Linked DNA regions of Anas platyrhynchos: region 2 is linked to region 1. The links are chromatin contacts, called in public Hi-C maps. All regions are on one chromosome and are shown on one strand. Each heading gives the region's core, a stretch centred on a gene start, on an enhancer-like site or on the middle of the called end of the contact. The rest is flanking DNA. Distances are from core to core; before and after follow the strand shown.

What was found. A called contact is a pair of places that touch in the nucleus more often than the background predicts.
Region 2: a contact with region 1 is called in a Hi-C map of skeletal muscle, with 5 times the contacts expected there. The contact joins the enhancer-like site here to the promoter of KLHL25 in region 1. A contact is called at or near these places in 4 of 8 Hi-C or Micro-C datasets (F1 follicle, liver and skeletal muscle).

Annotation. Positions count from the first base shown.
Region 1 is chr11:18,138,934-18,142,378 of IASCAAS_PekinDuck_T2T, forward strand. It overlaps KLHL25 (kelch like family member 25), which reads left to right and starts at 2,133. Exons shown (of 3, transcript XM_027466175.3): 1 at 2,133-2,293.
Region 2 is chr11:18,175,113-18,178,451 of IASCAAS_PekinDuck_T2T, forward strand. It overlaps AKAP13 (A-kinase anchoring protein 13), which reads right to left. Exons shown (of 41, transcript XM_072043424.1): 33 at 2,928-3,107; 34 at 2,124-2,282. Among named protein-coding and RNA genes, the nearest start is that of KLHL25, 36 kb to the left of the region's middle. Within about 2 kb of position 1,424, at least 1 of the 8 cell types and tissues checked has an H3K27ac peak or open chromatin away from gene starts, as enhancers often do.

The DNA of each region.
Region 1 (3,445 bases), core at 883-3,382:
CAGTATCGTATGTAAGAAGCTGGTATTAACAGTCATTCTAAATTAAGCTTCTTTTCCCTACACACGCTTAGCTCTTAAATTCTCTTTAACAAGAGGTTTAAAAACATTTTAAAATATCTGCCAAGGCTTCTTTCTTCACTACTAAGCACTGCCATTATGTTCCCCCTTCCTTCTCAGATGGCTGGCTCAACTTTTTCTTCTCAGACTTGCCAGGCCTTGGGTCTGGTGTGCCCATCACTGCGGTATCTGCCAGTCACCTTTCTGATCACCCGTCAGACACATGACTTGCCCGTGATGTGTAAGTGAGTAGAATTTAGTCACGCTGCTGTATTTGGAATTACAGCGGCCTGAGTCAGGAGCAGTTGCACTGAGACCGAGGTTGTTGCACAGCCAGAAAGCTGGTGGGTGGGAGATCGGTGTTAGCCATTATATCTGGAGATCAGTGTTAGCATTATACCTTAGCAGCATCTTTTCACACACAGCTTTGCAGAGAGCTTTGCAGGTCCCTGTGACTGTCAGTTTAGAAGGCAGGCTGGGTTCACCCACACAGCTTGCTGGGACAAGATTTTGCTTTTGTAGGAGCACCCTGAAAGTCTGTCAGAATTAAGAAACATGACCTCACGTTGCTCCACAGCTCTTTCATACTCATGGAGCAGCTGGGTGGAACTCAGCAGCAAAGAGGAAAATCAGTTTTCTTTCATGTTGTTGTTGTCTAACAGATGCGTTTGGATGCCACCACACCCGCCTATTGCACAAATCCCTGTTGTCTTCCTGAGCAGCTCATTAAAGTCATTAACAAGCCCCAGGACAATTTGTAGGCCCTTGGAGAGTAGCTGTGCTTGTAGCTGGGAAGCCAGCAGCGACACTCTAAGAGTTAAACTGTGATGACCTGGAACAACACAGCTCCCAAAACCCAGGAATTTGATACGGTTCCACATCTTTGGTGTACTTTGTTATTTACTATACACAGCCTCTGCCAGCTGTAGATGGTGTTCTCTTTCAACCTGGGAAGAAAAGAAGTTTTTTGCCTTTATTTCAGTGTTTTGGGATTTATTTCCCAATAAGTTTTGAATCTTCAGGGGCTTTTGCTCCAGTAAATCCCCACAGCAGCCACCTGCCCTGTTCTCACGTGTAAAACCAGCCAAGTGGGCAAAGCTTCGTGTGGGCTGTGGCCGCAAGGCTGGACCAAGGGGTGCCAGTGGGAGGCCAGAGGAGGCCTCTGATGGCAAGGGGAGGCTGTGCCGTGGGCCAGGCCTTCAGTAGCCCATCCGTGGGTACTCGGTGGAGTCGGCACCCTGGGGTAGGCTGTGGGGTGAGCGGACACCCTGGCTTGTATCAGCAGTAGTGTGGGCAGCAGGGCCAGGGAGGTGAGTGCTGTACGTGGCTCTGGTGAGGCTGCACCTTGAGTGCTGCGTTCAGCTTTGGGCCCTGCACTACAAGAAGGACATGGAGACCCTGGAGCATGTCCAAAAGCTGGTGAAGGGCCTGGAGCACAAGTCCTGGGGGGAGCGGCTGAGGGCACTGGGGGTGTTTGGTCTGGAGGAGGCTCAGGGCAGACCTCACTGCTCTGTGCAACCACCTGAAAGGAGGCTGTGGGGAGCTGGGGTCGGCCTCTCCTCACAGATAACTCATGACAGGGCTGAGGGAATGGCCTCAGGTTGTGCCAGGGGAGGTTCAGGCTGGAAACGAGGCGACATTTCTGTCAGAAAGAGCAGCCAGGTGTTGGGACGGGTTGTGCAGGGAGGTGGTGGAGTCACCATCCCTGGGGGTGTTGAAGGAGAGGCTGGACGTGGTGCTTGGGGACACGGCTTGGTGGTGACACTGGTGCTGGGCACGGCTGCACCAGGTGCCCTTGGCGGTCTCCTCCAACCCCAGCGCCTCCAGGATTCTCAGGGACCAACCCCTCATCCCCCCGCACTCCCACAGCGCCCCCCACAGCGGGCGGGCGTTAGGACCCATCCCACAGCCTCCCTCCCTCCCCCCGCCCCTCCCCGCCGTGCTCCCCCCTCATTGGCCGCGCCCCCGCCCTTCCACCCTCCCCTTTCCCTCCCCGCCGCTCCCCGAGGCCCCGCCCTCCAATGACGTCAGGGGCAGGGCGCCACCTGATTGGCTGCGGGCGCGGCGGCGGCCCCGCCCCCGGGCCGCACGGTTCCGCGGGGGCGCGCGGGCGGGGGCGGGAGGAGGAGGAGGAGGAGGAGGAGGAAGGCTGCGGGGCAGCGCGGCCACGCGTGGGCCGGGAGCGGCCCCGGGGTGTCCGCTCACCCTAGGGGCTGCGGGACGCCGGGAGCAGGCGGTGAGCTGAGCCGCGGGAGCGCGCGTGGGCTCGGAGGAGTGCGGGTAGGGGATGGGAGGAAGCAAAAAGACCCCAAAAAGACCCCAAAATAGACCCAAAATAGACCCAAAAGCCTCAAACCGGCATCAGGGTCTCGAGTGGGGAGCCGCGGGGCGCCGCATTCCCTGCGGGCATCGCCGTGGGGCTCCGCGGGGCTGCAGTGCCCCCGCCCCGCGCTGCCCCGCAGCCCCCCGGCACCCCAAAAACGGGTTTGGGGCGGGTTTGGGGCGGGTTCCGCGGCGCTGTGCCCCGCTGCATCCCATCCCCGCTGCCTTGGGGGGGTTAGGGCAGCGCGAGGGGCTCCTGGAGGCGTTCTGCTGCCCCCAGCCTCCCTGCCCCAAACCGTCCCCACCGGCAGCCCGGACCGCGGTCACCCTACAGATGGTCACCCTACAGATACCCTATAAATACGCACCCCGAGTCCCAGCGCAGCGAGCATCTCTGTAACTTTTTACGCTGCCACTTTCCTCCCTCCGCTGCCTTAGGACAATTTTTCATTCGTTTTTCGCCCACCCGCTGTGTGTGCCTGCTGCTGGCCAGCCCCTGCCCCTAACCCCACTGTGCTCCCCATCCCTGCTCAGGTCCCATACTGGTGTCCCACATCTCCAGGGGCTCAGGCACCGCTTATTTCCCCTCCCCATCTCTTCTTGCCCTTCTTTAGGGATGTGGGACCTTTCCTAGGGCCTCGCCGATTGCCGTGCCCTGCTTGCTGTTTCCTATCAAACCTGACCCCAAATCATCTTTTTGTCTCTTCTGTGGCCTCGTCCACCTGCTGGGCCTTATCTCCGCGATAAGGACGCGCCTGGCAAAGAGGCAGAGGTGGAGGTTTGCGACGGGAAGGTGTGGGCGCAGGGCTCCCGGGACTAAAACCAGAGGGGAATTTGCTGCAGAAGCAAATCAGGAGCGCCTCGAGGTAGGCAGGAGGCTGTAAACAACCTCAGCGTTGGGGAACCCAAACTTCCTGCCCCTTTTTTTGTCCTTTTTCTCCGGTATGTGGCAATTGCTGTGCCAGGTCCTCCTGCCTCATCATGAAACGTGTCCCATGGTAGGTCCCCACGCTGCGTTTGGGGCAGGTGTGGGTAATGCAGGCAGCGTGACCGGGCTCCTGATGTG
Region 2 (3,339 bases), core at 174-2,673, 35 kb after region 1:
AACTGGTTATTCAGCATTTTAGGCCACAGCTGAACTTGCTAGTGTCTGAGAAATTTAATACAGGGAACCGAGATGTTTCACAACAGGGGCCAGAGAGCTCTTCACACTTTAACTAAATGCATTTGCTCCCTCCATATACAGAACCTGTCGGCTCCACCAGAAAAGGGGGGATCTGAATTCAGAGGAGGATTGACTTTGGTTTCAAACAATGTGCTGATGACACACCTTTAGCTTGTGCTCTGTCTAGCCCCCAGACTGTTTTCTACTCCAAAAGAACATTAGCTGAGAAGTTATGAGGCAGAATAAGAGCAGATGGAGAAAAATAACAATACAATCTCAGGGTATATTATTGCAGATACAGTTTCAATGCCTCTCTGTCCAAAGGCAATTTACAGCTGGGTTAGACTGCTGTGCAATACTGGTGTGTAATTTTATGCTAACAATTTTTCCACTGCCTTGGTTATCAGAAACCTTTATCTTCAAAGGGACACTGGACTTCTCTTTCTGGCTTCTCCCTGCATGGCTCACATCAGTGTTCCCAAGCAGGACTGAACTGACTTGAGCCAAGCAAGATGCAGCCCTCCACCTTCTGTGCCCAAGAACACTTTCTCTCTGCTCGCAGCATGTGAAGAAGTCACAAAGCTCTTTGGTCCACCAGCTCTTGCCAAGACCACATTTCCCTCTGCCAGCTGAGATGCAGTCCATGGGGAAATTCCCTGCTTGCTTCTCTTCTAACGACACAGGACTTGACTTACACCTGGATTTGCAGCAGCATGAAGGACACAGTACCTATTGCAAGGCCCCTCTCCCCCCGCCACCCTCCAGGCAGGCTTTGCTATGAAAGGCTGACCCTCACATCCTCCTAACAGACCTTCTCTCCTGCGCCACGTCCTGGGACCTTCCACCTCTCTGCAGGAGGACACACCTCCCTTCTGCTTTGCTGGAGGGGAGAACGAAGGGGAGTCTGGTTATAAGCCTTGCCCAAGGTTGCACAGGTTGTGAACAGAAGAACTGGAGATGAAACCCAGGTTTCATGCCTCCTGGCCCACAGCTGAACAAACACACCCTGCTTTCTTTTCCCCAAATCTCCCAAGAACCTATAACTATTGAGTTATAATCTCATTCAACAGGGGTTATTTCTAGAAAAACAACAACAATGACAAACACCAAAAAACAACAAAAACAGGGTGCAAGGGGGAGTGCTGGGCAGCGAGCAGCCTGAGGTTGTCCCATTCATCACTGCGACAGAGCGAGGCACAGCCCTAACCAACCCTCTCCAGCCCTCAGTGTGAATGTATTTGTCATTATGATGACAAGGCCCGTTGAGAGCTTTGCAGCTTTCCAATAGCTGGGAAAATCTCCACATACTTCTCATGTCTGACTGTCTGGAGCTAACACTGCTCCTTTAATGCAGGAGGTCAGATGGGGTCCAGCGATCCCAGTGCTGAGACAGACACTAGCACAGCAAAACTGGCTGTATTGGGAGTGTGAGAGAGACCACAGAGAAAGGAATTTGAGGACAGGGAAGTTTCTGATGACTAGGGCAAAGAAAGCGAGCATTGGGAAGCAGCCAACTATGCAGCTGAAATAAATATTCACTAATTAGCTTGGGAGAGACTTAATTGCAGGAATAACACATGCAGTTGTATGTGGAACACAAATGCATGGAGAACGCAGCCAGGAGAGAAGGTGCTGGATTCAGCAATATTCTTGTCCATTTGCAAATGCAGCAGCACGAGGAGGCTCCTGCTGGAAGATAACTGAAGAATGAAGAACAGAGCTGCGGACACTTCAGTAAGAAGATCATGAAGAAACTAATCTAACAAGAAAAATGCTTTCATGTGGCATAGAAATGCAGAAGGAAGAATGATTTAAAAAAACATGGAGAGAGAGAAGCAAAGAGTTCAGATGTTTAATCCTCATATAGCTGTGGGGTCTCAACAACTACCATTCTACCTGTACCTATGCTTTTTTCTTAATCCGATATTTAATTTATCTATTGGTATTGCAGAAGAGCAGGGAAATCCAAATTCACCAGCTGCTGAAGTCCTTCAGAAGCAAGAGAACTTGATGACATTAAATATCATTAACAAATGGTGCTGTGTGCACATGTAACTACTCACACTTGGACGCGTTCATCTGATGACTGTCAAATCCTCCAAAAGTTTCTGCCCTTCTAGGAAGAGAGATGGGGCCAACTCCTTCTTGGTCAATGGTGGTGCTGACCTGCTGCCCGAGCGCACAGCCCAAGCTCCTGTTTACCAGGTCTTGTAGCAGTTCAACTGAGAGGATAAAAAGCAGAAATATCTCTGTTAAAGACCACCTCAGGCTTCTGAGCTATTTTCATCCCTACCTTCACATGCTTTTGTATACTAAGAACTCATGTTTCTACGACAATGACATGAACAGTACGTGCCCCCCCTGCAAAAACTCACTCTGACAACAGCATTTAGTAATTTTTACCCTTTCCAAAAATCACACTGAAAAGTTCCTCAAGTTTTCATGTAACCTTGCCAACAGACTGGCTTGTTCCTTGCAGGTACTGAAAATGCCTGCTGGAATCTGAGTCCCCTTCAATCCTTGCTTTGCCTGAAGCACAACAAAATACAGTATGGTCCGCTTTTCACACAAGTATGAAATCCTGGGCTGCCCCGATCCCAGCTCAGATTCAATGCAGGGTTGTTCACTGTGCTAAGACTTCTTTTCTGCCTTCTTTCAACAGCCACCAATACCTGCTTCTTTTCCTGATCCTCATTACCTGTCCCTGACACAATACTGTAAGCAGCAATATCTCCTGATCTACGTTATTATTCTTTCACTGGGAATAAGAAGGTTTCCTCTGCAAAAATGGTGTTTGAGAATTGATGTATTCACTGAAGGCAGGCGTACTGGTTACCGTAACTAATGTGTTACACTGACTTGCTCACCTTCATTTATTGCAGTTTTCATAATGGCCTCGCCTTTTGGTGCCTCTTCAGTGTTGGCTCTGAAGAGCAGTCTGGAGCCTGGCATGTCCTCTTGAGCAGAGGTGTCTGCCATGTCCCTGAAGATCTTGGTCTTTTCCTCCAGCAGGACGAGGATCTGCTTATCCTTCTGATGAAGTTGTTCTGTGGGGGTGAACAGAAAACGGAGATGAAGACAGAAAATAAAAGCTTCAGCAAGGAAGCAGAGTGATTCCTGAGATATTGGCCCCATCTAGTGGAACCTGATGACACAACTGTGCCATGGCTCGATCTTGCACAGCAACAGCACCCATCAGGCTCAGAAAATTCTAATGCAAACAAGGTGAGGTGTAAACAGGGATTGCAACTATTTGCTGGATTCAGGGTCCTCATCGTT